Linked DNA regions of Mus musculus: region 1 is linked to region 2. The links are chromatin contacts, called in public Hi-C maps. All regions are on one chromosome and are shown on one strand. The core of a region is the stretch at or near the end of the contact, and the rest is flanking DNA. Distances in the headings are between cores, read along the strand shown.

Region 1 (6,385 bases), core at 984-3,483, 910 kb after region 2:
AAAGACAGGGAGACTGCTTCTTCAGGGCAAGCCTAATCTATATAGAAAGTTCTAGACTAGCTAAGGTTACTTACTTAGTGAGACTGCCTAAAAAAAAAAAAAGACCAAAGGCCAAAAGCTTGAGGAAGCTCTCAGCTGTCCTTTTCTGTTTACTCTGAAGGACAAGTAGCCGAAGTCCCAGAGGAATAGAATTTTACCAAGGAATCTTTACATGGCCACAAGAGCCTTAGCTATGTATCAGGCAAGAAACATTTGTTTTCTTGTGGTTTTAGGAACCTAAGATGTTATTGCTAAGCAAGTTCTCTACCACTGAGCTTTGTTTTTAGCCCTTTGTGTCATTTAGGAGTCAATTCTTTAGCCTTACAGACAGGTGAGGACCAAGCCCCTCCGTTTGGACATCAGATGACTATTTTCTAGCTCCGTGACCTGGGTAGGTGTCTTAGGACACGGTTTTGCTTTCTCTAATTAGAGAACAGAAAAGGAACTTCCTGACCCAGATTAGTAGTCAGTGAAGTGACATGATGTTTATGAAATTTCTTTAGGAAATAGTTTTACTTTAAGAAAATTGTGTTTTATTAACATCACGATTAAGCTAACCCATTCCCTTGTCTAATGCTGCATGGAGTTTAAACTTTCTGAGAAGCCCCACATTAAATCAGAGATGGCGAAACACTCGGTAGGAATTACATTGTGACATGGTTCATTTCTGAGATGTCATGTGGCCCATCTTTGGTGGGCACCATGGACTGTGCGAGTGAGTGTCAGCAGGTCTGGGATGGGAAGCTTCAGATATTTCTGGACAGCCAGTGTGGGCTGGCATCCTGGCAAGGCTTGGCATTCTACTGTATGGGGCCATGCCAACCATTCCTTTCTCTGAAGAGCTCCCAGCATAGTTCAGGCCTCCCAAGTGATGTTTATCAAACCCAGAGAAACAAGTACTGTCTAGTGGTTTGAGTCAGCGTGAGCAGTAGCCAAGACAGCTCACGGGTCTCCTCCCTGACATCAGCTTACTCTTCTTCAGAGTCAGTATGCAAATCACTTTGAAAGCCTCCCCTCTCTCCCTCTGCTCTCTCTGCATTTCTTCCTTTCCCTTCCCTTCTTCTTCCTCTTCTTCCTTTGGCTCCCCAGACATGTACAAGAAGGGAACATTCTACTGTCAAAGGCAGAGTGGAGGGAAGCTGGCTCTGTAGACACTAATTATAATTGATCACGTATATCTGCTGATGTTAAAGATCAGAGATGCTGTCAAAAGGATCCCGTGACCTTTGCATCCTGGAACCAAAGAGTGTCTTATAGACTTTAGGGGAAAGTCTTTGAAAGCTCACATTGTTCAGAGGAACTGATGGATGCTTTTCCTCTGACCTCAGAGCGGTGCGCTCTGCGGTTAATGTGCAGACATCTTTCCTCCTTAATCTTTTATTTTTTTAATCATTCTTCATCCAGTCTGTCATTTATTCCTTCTAAAATAAATAGCATTATAGAACAAATTAAGGCTTCCTCACCGAACATCAGCACCTAATTGAGTGGTCAGTTAGGATGTTTAGAGGCTCTGGGGCTGGCTCAGAGACCTTGCTATGCAAGAAGAGAATCTCCAGGGAGTGTTAGGTCATTGTGATAGGCCCATTCCAGAAAGTTCTTAAAGTTACCAGAATCTAGATTATATTAGAAAAAAACGGTCTGTTGTTGCTGCTTCTGTATTTTGGTTTTCTGCCAGTGAGGTTGATATGTAAGGGGGCAGGGTGGACAGGAGAGTGGGGAGGTGGGAAGGGAGCTAGTCTGAGGATTTCCATATCATTAATGGGATCCTTAAAATGTCAAGTAAAGCCATCAATCTAACCTCATTCATAAAGTTACATCCAGATTCCGATTTATATCCCATTCCTATTGCAATGGTCTTGATAGAGAGAATCTGGCATGGCCCTCATCCCAGCTCTGGTGTGAGCTTGAAGATCCCCATGGTATAAACAGGCATCGGAGGATCAGAGAGGTGAAGGATCAGAGTCTAACAGTGAGTGACCAGGAGGAGCTCCTGGGCCCTTGCCGCTGTGCGACATGGGTTTGGTGAGGTGCTGCTCTGTAGTTGTTCAAGTGTGAGCTGCTTCTGTGAAAACACAGATCTTAGTAATGAACAGTGCTGAAAGAGAGGAAGTAATGGATTGTGCTCGCCCTGCTCGCCTGAAGGATAAAGCACAACCAGATGGGTGCTGTAGATATGTAGAGTGCACATGAAATAGAAAGCCCTTCCTGCTTCCTGCTACAGCCAGAAGGCTGCCAAGCCTGGCAGCCGGACTTGTTTATGAACAAGGGGGCCCTAACCTGAGGAAGTTGACCAGATTCTAAATGTAAGAAAGAGGAGGCCAAAGTCAAAGCACCAATGTGGGAGAAGGAGGGGCGGAGGAAGACAGTTCACATCGGGTGAGCAACTCGAGAGCAAAAGTCTAGGGGCTTCTTCTGACCGGAAGTCACTGTCTTCCATCAGGATAGACAACAACAGGCCAGAGGAAGGGCAAGGCCTGAAGGGCCCAGATAGCCTCTGTGAGACAAATAACAGCCCCCGAGCAAAGGAGGAAGCCTGTAAATCAGGAAGAGGGGACAGTGGTGTGCAGGCCTCACCAAGGCTGTCAGAATCTGTATGGAGCCTTGTGGGTATGGAAAGACCTGCTCTCAGGCAGCAGGTCCCCACTGAGCACCTCAGCTCCACCACAGAGAGCCAGGGTCTGCTTAGATTATAATTTGTAGTGGTTTTCATGATGTGTATGCTATCATAAAGACATTGATTTCTAAAACAACAGCAACAAATTACAAAATGTTAAATAATGTCTATAGAAAGGAAATACAATGCATTTTCACATTGCAAAAGATGTCACTAACGTAGATGGCCTTCCTGGAAAAAAAAATCACTTTTAGAGATGAAATTGTAAACTGGAAACAAAATGGTTTGTGGGCTCTGTTCATCAGCTATGACTATTAGCCCAGTAGGGTTAGTTGACCTGCATACAACATGGAATGGAATTTGAATTGCAATATGAAGACTTTAGAATCTTCATAGATTTAATCAATGAAAATTGAAGCAAATCTGTGACAAAGCTTTTGGCAGGACCTGAGTATTCAAGAGCTTTCTGTCTTGTGTATACGGTCTTTACACATGTAGGATGCTAGTATCCTACCATCGAAACTTTCCCTGATCACATGGGTAATAACTGAAGATGCTGAATAACTTCTAAACTTATTATTTTATGAATTTGTTTCACATATTTCATCTGCCATTCATAAAGCTAGGAATTCATTTTCTCCTCCTTGCTTAAGCACAAATAAGTATAGTCACAACTATTTGTATGTATGTGCATGCGTGTGCGTGTGCGTGCGTGCGTGCGTGCGTGCGTGCGTGCGTGCGTGCGTGTGTGTGTGTGTGTGTGTGTGTGTGTGTGTGTGTGTGCATGTTGCTAGGGGTTGAGCCTAGGATCTTGTACACACTAACAAAGTGCTCTACCATGACCTATACCTCTTCATTCTACTTTTTATGTTTAGAACAGGTATCTCACTAAGTCACCCGAACTGGCTTTGAACTTGTTCATTGGCCCAGTCAGATTGTAAATTTATAATTTCCCTGCCTCAGCTCCCCCAAGTAACTAGGATTACTGGCCTGACACAATTTTTCATTTGTTGCTCTGTCGAGCAGAGAAGAAAGGGGAGGAAGGGGAAGGAATTAGAGGGAGGGGAGAGGATGCTGTGCACACAGCTTGTCTCCTTGGCTCCAGTGCATCACTCTGTAGTAGGTGGTAACTTCCCTGGCTTATATTTAGGAACAATAAGGCTCAATGAGATTAACTGCCTTTCCCAAAGACCACACTCTTCCCACTATGCTCTATAGCCCGTGCTCTCATGGGCTGTGAATTCCAGTTTGTGTAGCTTACGAGCCACCTGGATTCGGGCTTACAAGTAGGCAAGTATTTTCTTCCATAACCTGTTCACCTCCCCTTTCCAGTCCAAGATCCATGCGGCCCGAAGTCTGAGCGAGATCGCCATTGACCTGACGGAAACAGGGACCCTGAAGACCTCAAAGCTGGCCAACATGGGGAGCAAGGGGAAGATCATCAGCGGGAGCAGTGGGAGTCTGCTGTCCTCAGGTAGGGCCTGCGCCTGAGACACTGTCCACAGATGGCTTCCTCCCAGGGACGTGGGGACACCATGCACAGGAGGCCACTGCATATGCTGTCCAGAAGCTGGCTTTAGTCGTCAGACCAAAGTGTGAAGCCAAACATGGGTCTAAGAAATATTTCCCAAGGGGCAGAGGGAGATGTGTGTAACTTCAGTGAGGCACAAATTGTCAGTGCCCTCTAAGGGCACTCACTCATGGGGTTTTTTCGAATGCTGGCTGATGTAATCATTAACTATCATCCTGAGTGTCAACTCCAAAGGCAGAGAGTAGGGTTTGCTTGTGTTCCCTTAAGAGGGAGGCTATCCTGGTCAAGGACATTCTGTTTCCAAGGAGACATCTGGGGCTTTACAGGGTAAACGAGTAAATGAGACTTGCTGTCACAAAGGAATGGCCCTTGTCACCACCTGGTTTTACTCCCTAATTCTTACACCTTCCCCTAACACAAGGTTGTTCTCTGCGACAGTCCTAGCTGTCCTGGAACTCACTTTGAAGACCAGGATGGCCTCCAACTCATAGAGATCCACCCGTCTCTGCCTCCCTAGTGCTGGGCTCCAAGGTGTGCCCCACCACACCCAGCTCTCTACCATCTGTGCGCATCAGGCAGGTCATTCTGGCATTAAAGATTAGGAGGTCCAGATCAAATTTATCTTGGCTTCAAGAGTGGAGATCAAGGAAGTGGTTCATTGGTAGAGCACTTGCTTAGCGCACTCAAGGATCTGAGTTCAACCCCCAGCCTCCAAATCAGTCAGAGTGGGGGATGCTGCTGTTTGCTTAAATGACATGACAGGCCTGGGTTTATATGAGGTCAGAGGGAGAAAGACAGAATGTTTTGTGAGCCAAATGTGACTAGCCGATGCCTCCTTCCAAAGCTGTTTAAACCCTGTTGAATTTAGGTGGCTGTTCTAGTCTGATTTCTAAAGTGTTAAACTGTGCTAAAACATTGTGACCAAAAGCAATGAGGAGAAAAGGAGGGTTTGTTTCCTCTTACACTTCCAGTTAACCATTCACCACTGAGGGAAGTCAGAGTGAGAAGCCAAGGCAGGAACTGAAACAGAGACCTCAGAGGAACTCGGCTTACTATTCTGTTCTCCAGGCTGGCATTCAACGAGCTTTCTTATGCAGCCCAGACCCACCTGCCTAAGGATGGCAGTACATCTACAGTAGAGGGAGCCCTCCCTCATCAATCGCCAGTCAAGCCCACAAAGACATGATCCCAGGCTGATCTGATCTGGGCAGTCCTCAGACACAGGCAGATGATCCTGTGCTGTGTCAAGTTGACAGTTAAGCTAACGAGGATGGGAGCCATGTCACCTTGCCCCTCTGAGCTAGGAAATGAAGAAGCCTTAAACTCCTGTCCTTTTCCAGGGCTAGAGCTATAAACAGTGACTGCAAACAACTGTAACAACAGAAAAGGGAAAGATAAAAGAGGAAGATGAGCTAACCCAAGTTAGCTTCTGGGCTAGTGTTGCCCACTCAAAAAGAGCTAAAGGCAGGAGAATGCACACTAGCCTGGAATGAGACGTGGGTTTGCTATAGAGCAGACAGAGTGTGGATCAGGTCTCCATGTTGGACAGGCTACAACCCAGTGATATGTTCACATGCTTGTGAGCTTTATAATATGACACGTTGCACATTGTTTGTTCTAAAGAAACTGTTAAAATTAGATAGGCTTCAGGTTCACAAGAGCTGGATCTGTCTCTGCCAGACCTCCAGGACATTGACTCTAACTCTTAATTCTGCACCTGCCTGAAATTCTTCAAAGCTGTTTCATATAAAAGATGTGCCAGGTGGCCACTGCTTCTGAGGCTCAGAGGTTTGCAAGGAAGACTGTAAAAATCCTAAGGGTCTATCTGGAGTTACAGCCCCACCCCCCCTCCCGGCCTCCCACTGAATGGGCAAAGCAGAACTAAAGGGAACGCTTTGTCCTTTAGACACTGCATGCAATGAGTTCCCTAGTTCCTGTTAAGCCCAGTCTGAGGAAAAAGCCTGGAGCTATATCCTACCTGCCTCCTATCTAGTTACAGAGAGTCCAGCCTTGCTCCGCCCGGACTCTTCCAGCTGAGTGTCAGAGGATACAATATGATACAGCCTTGGCGCTCATCTCCCAAGATGCTGTAAATCTTCATGAGCCCAAAATCAGTCTTTATTTCTACCAAGTTCCCAGGTCACTCTGCTGCTGCTGCTGCTGGCCCAGGGACTGTGTTCTGGCGGACGCTCTTCTTGCCA
Region 2 (6,553 bases), core at 3,110-5,609:
TACTTGGAGATCAGACCTTTTCTTGGACTGATGACCTAATCCTTAGGTGTCTGTTACTATATCTGGCCTTGAGATCTATAGTCTATATGTGTAGGGGCCGCCTGGGAAGCAATGGCAGTTCTGTGTGTGTGTGTGTGTGTGTGTGTGTGTGTTTAATCCTAATTACTGTCATTGTTCTCTGTTTTCAACAGTGCTTATGCTCACTTGAAGGGTTTCTTGACTGTAGTAGACAGAACCCCAGTGCCTACCTAGAAGCAGGTGTCATTTCCCTGAGCTTCCATGGACATCTAGCTAGCACACAGGTGTCCCCTTATATAATATCTGTTTCTCAGAGATGCATTGCTCAGTGCTATCCACTGCTGCTCCCTTTCAGCAAGGGGAACATGGAGCGGGGCTTGCAGGTAGATAACTGATTACTCTTACCTCCAGCCAGCTCTTCTTATGCCCCTTCCTCTTTGCTGGTCTTTCTCCCAGTATACTTAGCCACCACATGATCATCAACATCTTGAAACTAGAGCAGCTGGGAGCACATCAGTGTGGTGTAGTCTTCTCACAAGACCCTCTCTTGTGGGAACATATATGCTCCTCAGAGTAGAAAGGAGACCACGAGAGGAGAAACTCTTAAGGAAGAAAGGGAAAGAGAGGGTAATTGAGTCCATGCCATGTTAACCTGGAAGCGGAGAGTGTCTTCGAGAAGAAAGAAACAAGCCAGAGAAAGGCAGAGAGCCTAAGGCGAAAGGCAACAGAGGGCAGGGACAAAGGAGAACAAAGAGAACAAAGCATAATGAGCCACGTGTATGGAGATGCCGCAATGAAACACATAGGCTGGCTTAAAAATTAATAAATAAATACATCCCCTTGTTGAAGGATGGAGGGCACATGATGCCCCTCCACAACACTTAGCAAGGTGGGTAGACTCTTACTTAGGTTTCCTATCATTGCCCATATGCTGACCATGCTTTTGTGAATCCCCATTCCCCTGCTTCTGTAAGCAATTCCAACTAAACTCACTGGTTCACCAAGCTTGCCTGGAACAGAGTCTTTTGCTGGTGCCTTATTTCTGAAGCACAACCACATATCACCTCCTCCTCCTCAGTGTTTGGCTCCTAGCTTTTTGAACAGCAAAGGGTGGGCTGTCAGGCACACAGCCATTACTACAGTGGGATTTTAAATTTCAAAATTACCCAGAGAATGAAAACCTATGGAAGCTATTTTTAATATCAGCACATAGGCAAAGAAGGGTGGGTGGAATGGAGGGTGAGTAGGGGAGACACTGTTGGAGGTAATTCTGTCACGTGGCCATACCTTTCTTTACCCCAGCACAGGAATACCAAAATTCACGGACAAACACACCAAAGGCTCCATTAGGCTGTGTGCTTCCTGAGAGCAGTGGACTGTGTCTTAGTTAGGGTTTCATCGCTATGAAGGAACACCATGACCATGAAAACTCTTACAAAAGAAAACATTTAACTGGGGCTCTGCTTAGAGTTTCAGAGGAATATTCCATTGTCACCATGGCAGGAAGTATGGCAACATTGATGCAGACATGGAGCTTGAGGAGCCGAGGGTTTTACATCTTCATCTGCAGGCTGCAGAAGGGGACCATGTGCCACAGTAGGGCAAGTAGCACAAACATATGAGGACTCAAAGCCTGCTCCCACAGTGACGCACTTTCTCCAACAAGGCCACACCTACTTCAACAAGGCCACACCTCCTAATACTGCCACTCCCCGTGGGCCAAGTACCACACACACACATACACATACACACACACACACACACACACGGACACGGACACGGACACGGACACGGACACAAGAGTCTGTGGGAGTCAAAGCCATTCAAACCACTGCAGACTGCATCGGTTCAAAGATGAAGCCAGAGCCAAGGGAGATTGAGCTCAGTGAGCAAAGTGTTTGCTGTGCAAGCTTGAGGACCTGAGTTTGAATGCCCACACCTACACCAACGGCCAGCATGCCAGCAAGTGTCAGTTGGAAGCTGAGCCAAGCATATCTCATGGGCTGGTTGGTCATCCAGCCCAGCTGAAATGGCCAGTTCTAAGTTCTCTGCAAGACTCCATCTCAAAAAAATGAAGTAGACAAGTTGTCAATGCAGACCTACTGATGTCAACCTCTAGCTTGCACTGCCCCCCCCCAATCCCTCACAACATGGGCAAGCACACTCACTTCACACAAATACGCCCCTCACATGCTTGCATGCACATAACTTTTAAAAAGAAGGGAAAAATGAAGTCAGATTCTCCGTGGGAAGGTGAAATTTCAAAGATGCATCACATCTATTAGACAGAGTACTCAGTGTGAAAATAAAGGGAAGGATGTAAGATCGGGCTTACAAATGCACTGGGAAGAGAAAGACTGAGACTCTGGTTTTGTGAATAATCACAGCATGTCAGTGGAGGCTTTGTGAGTGGAAATACTCCACACTTATGCTCTTCTGTGCTGTAGTCAAGACTGTGTTGTTTAATAGACAGCAGGACAGAGCTACCTTACTAATAGTGACAAGAAGGGGGCCCAATGCCAAACAGAACCATTTGTCAGCACAAAGGTGCATCCTGAAGCTTGGCAGCCTGGTAAGCCCATAACTGGAAACAGCCGAAAACAGGGACAAACCTGCATATGTCTTGTTTTCTGAGAACAACCCCACTTCTCAGAAACTTCTATGCTCGAGGCCCTCTCTGACTATAATAATCAGGGTGGAGAAACAGAGCCACTAGGCTATAGATTAAGAGATGTTTGACGAGGGACTGGCTAATATAGCCTGCGCTCTGTCACTGTGAACTTCAGCCCCAGGAAAGCTGGTAGTATAACTCTAAGTCTGAAGGCCTGAGACCAAAGGAGCCACTGGTGTCAAATCGTAACCCAAGGTCAATGGAAGAGTTTTCACACTGCCTCAGTTCTTCTCGCCTCGATGTCGAAACACCTCATCTAAAAATGTTCATGGAAGAACTGTTGCCTCTGGCTGGGTTTCAGAGGGTCTGGTTTGTGACTGATTGGCCCCACACACTCGAGCAGAACCTCATCCTGGTAGAATTATGTGGCAGAGGACCTTCTGTCAGGGTGAAGAAGAAGAGAAGGAGGAAGAGGAGGAAAAGGAGGAAAAGGAGGAAGGAGGGAGGAAGGGGGAGGAGGATGAATAGGAGAGAAGAGGGGGAGGAATAGGAGCAAAGAAGGAGAAGGAGGAAGAGCAGAAGGAGGAGAGAAGCATTGACTAAGATGTAATCCTTTCTACAGACTGTGCCTCACTTCCTCCAACCCATCCCTACCGTCTAAAGTTTTCATAACTTCCCCAAATATCACCGCCAGCTGGGGACCAAGTGTTTAAGACAAGTACCCGTGTAAGCCATATTCAAATCTCAACACCCAACCCGAGCAAACAAGCTTCTCCTCTGGCTTCATTCCGACTCTCTATAGCATAGATGATTTTTCCCACTTCACAGGTAGACGGCTTTACTGAGAGCCCTCCTTCCTAATACTCACCTTCTGGAAACATCCTGACATAAATACCTAAAATTAGCCTGTGCGCCTTGGGCCTGGTCAAGTTCACCCATAGAATGAACACTTTCCCCAGGGTAGGTTCCTTTCCTATTAGCCTGTCCATGGAACGTGTTCCTTCCTCTGAGTCCTCTATGCTCATCTTACATTTTATTTTAGAAAGCAACTCTTTGGGTTTATGTATGTATTTGTTTTATGTGCATATGTGTGTGCCTGCATGCATATACGTGCACTCCCTGTGTGTTAGACCCTGAAGAGGTCAGAAGGTGTTAGATCCTTTTGAAATGGGGTTACAGGTGTTTGTGAGTAGTCGTGTGGGGGCTGGGAACTGATCCCAGGGCCATGAGTAATAAGTGTTCTAAACCAGTGAGTCATTCGTCACCCCTCTTTCCCAGTACCCGGGGGCATAGTGGGGTAGAGGTCTGGGGGTGGGGGTGGGGGTGAGAAATAGGAGAGAGACAGAGACAGAGGCAGAGAGGGAATTTTACTTATCGAATTAAACTTGTATCCAGATCTCAACTACTTCTGGTCAGTGTTGCAAAGATTCCCAGGGTCAGCCGTGTAACTTAGAGCTACCAAGCAACTGTGGAGTTTAGCGAGTACACCCTCTTTTTGCCAAGGGTCCCCTGGGGCTGATTGGGATCCAGCAAATTTTCAGAATTGGCAGGGTGACACAGTTTAGGCAAGTTTTCACTTCCTGTGGTTTGTAGGTTACTTAAGTGTGAAGTAACAAACCTCAAACGGTTAAAATTCTCCAACCGAAAATGGTCACAGTGAGCACAAGGAGACAAAGCTCTGTGGTGTTTGTAGCCTGGGAGGAAGTGAGACCAAGGCTTGGCGAGCAGAACCTGGTTTTTCCATACATGAAGCTAGCCCTGGGGGAGGGCCATCTGGGCAGCGGTTAGAGTCAGGCCTTCTGCCTGGGTAAAGATAGCAAGGCATGTTTGTTCACACAAATAAAATGTCAGGTTCTCTTTTTGCCTCCTCTTCCCTCCCTCTATTCCCCTCCCATTTCCCCCTCCTACCTCCCCCTCTGCCTCTGCCTCCGCCTCCGCCTCCCCTCCCCCTCTCCTCCCTCTGTGTGTGTGTGTGTGCATGTATATTTACATGCGTGTGTGGTATATGTGGAGTCTGGAGGATGGCAGGGAGTGCCTTCCTCAGTGACTCTCCTACTTACACAGTGAGGCAGGGGCTTTTGATTGAAGCCACCAGAGCTTGCCTGGTCTAGCTAGACAGCTGGCTCCATGGTTCCCTTGTCTCTGCCTCCCTAGTACATAAGTAGGCCACCAGGCTAGGCTTTCTGTTTACATGTATGCTCTGGGCCTGACCTCTTGTCCTTTACATATGTGTAGCCAACACTTTACCTACTGAGTCTCTCCTCATGCCCATGGAGCCGCCTCCCCAGCGGAGCTTTTCTGCGTTCCTTGTAGAACAGTCTAAAGTGAGCCCTCCACTAAAATAAGCTATCTGAAACACACATGCCCTTTGATGGCACAAATGATTCATGTGTCGCCCACCCAGAGTCTCCCCAGGCTCTGGCCAGAGAGTAGATAATTACTCACACACCAAGGTGAGGGGAAAGACAGGTAAAGTGGCAGAGGTGACTCCAGCTATTTGGGAGGCTGAGGAAATAGGAACTCATAGTCAAAAGCTACATAGGCTACAGGGTGAGTTCAAGGGCAGCTGGGCAACTTAGTGAGGCTGGAGAGCCGAGTTTTAAATAGAGTTAAAGGGGGGGAGGAGGTTATAGCTTAGTAGCAGCCCAGCTGCTTAGCTAGTGCTCTTGGGTGTGCAAGGCTCCCGCTTTAATCCCCAGGACTAGGAGGGAGGGTTAGGCGAACCTTTTACAAGAGGTTTTACTGGGATTAGTGGTGAGTTTCTAGGGAAATCTGCCTGCTCCCCACTCCTTCATCCATAAGACTCTTAGGTTTGCATGGATTGTGACGTCACTGCACACCAGCACTGTGTTCTCCCTGGGCTTCTCTATGCCACCTTCATTTGTTACAAGCAAGGGGAGAGGGAGAAAGAGAGGGAGGGGGAGGAAGGGAGAAGGAGAGAGAGAGAGTAAGAGAGGAGAGAGGAGAGGGGGAGGGGAGGGGAGGGGGAGGGGGAGAAAGAGAGGGGAGGGAGGAAAGGAGAGAGGAGAGAGACCAGAACAATCCTTTAATACAGTGAGCCAGGCTTGTACGTGGCTATTGCCAGGTTGGGCGGAGTGCTAAAACATGCCAAACATCCTGAATGAAACCTGGGTCATAGCAGGTGCTTAGTAGGTATCTGGATGAGGTAGGGATGTTTGTCTAGTCTCTTAAACTATTAGTTCAGGTGGGTGAGCCAGAAACCAAACGCTTTATCTTCTGTTTGTTGTTTTCCTTCCGCTTCCCACACAATGCCTGGAATGTGTAAGAACTCACTGAATCATGAACCAGGGACTGAGTCAATTAGAGTGATGTAAAGACTTTTGCTCATTTGGGGATTCTGTAAACAAGAAGTTACTCAGGGTGCTCCATAGGATGTCAGAGCTGAGTCAGACTCGGATCCTGCCTCCAGGAAACCAAATGTTTCCTTTATCTCTAGTTTACTGTCTTTCCATGTGCTTAAACCTAGGGCAGTTTCTGAGGCCTTTTACTAGGAAAAACAAACAACAAACAAAATTATCATGGATCTCAGATGACTTCGAACAAAGACTGGTTTCCTGAGTGCAGTTATGAGTCTTAACAAGGGCTTGGGGGTGTAGTTCAGTGGTAGAGAGCTTGCCTAGGCTCTGGGTTCTGCATTGAACTCTCAGCATCTCAACAAACAAATGAGTGAAGGGAAAAAAATTGATCATCTAACCTTCTAGCCTACATATCAAACCACTCGCCTTTGTTTCACACACTAGAGGTTGGATTTCACTCTCTTCCTGAAAAGGTGGGAAGAGGAATCAGTCTCAAGGAAGTGAAATGTGGCAGAAGGCCATGAACTCTGACCTAATTCATAAGGAAACATTTCTTGAATTTACTATTGATCCTGCATTGTCAAATATAGATAGGAAATAGAAGAGA

What was found. Hi-C and Micro-C count contacts between places; a contact is called where the count stands out from the background.
Region 1: a Hi-C map of the HPC-7 cell line shows a contact between it and region 2, with 2.7 times the contacts expected there. The contact joins two enhancer-like sites. A contact is called at or near these places in 1 of 484 Hi-C or Micro-C datasets (the HPC-7 cell line) and 1 of 115 datasets of contacts at active chromatin or transcription factors (microglia).

Annotation. Positions count from the first base shown.
Region 1 is chr2:4,568,313-4,574,697 of GRCm38.p6, forward strand. Frmd4a (FERM domain containing 4A) reads left to right here. Exons shown (of 23, transcript NM_172475.3): 14 at 3,986-4,127. Among named protein-coding and RNA genes, the nearest start is that of Gm13179, 23 kb to the right of the region's middle. Within about 2 kb of position 2,234, at least 92 of the 459 cell types and tissues checked have an H3K27ac peak or open chromatin away from gene starts, as enhancers often do. A contact at or near this core is called in the HPC-7 cell line and microglia, where this site is marked.
Region 2 is chr2:3,653,727-3,660,279 of GRCm38.p6, forward strand. The region is part of intron 2 of LOC108168726; the gene reads left to right. Among named protein-coding and RNA genes, the nearest start is that of Fam107b, 56 kb to the right of the region's middle. Within about 2 kb of position 4,360, at least 203 of the 459 cell types and tissues checked have an H3K27ac peak or open chromatin away from gene starts, as enhancers often do. A contact at or near this core is called in the HPC-7 cell line and microglia, where this site is marked.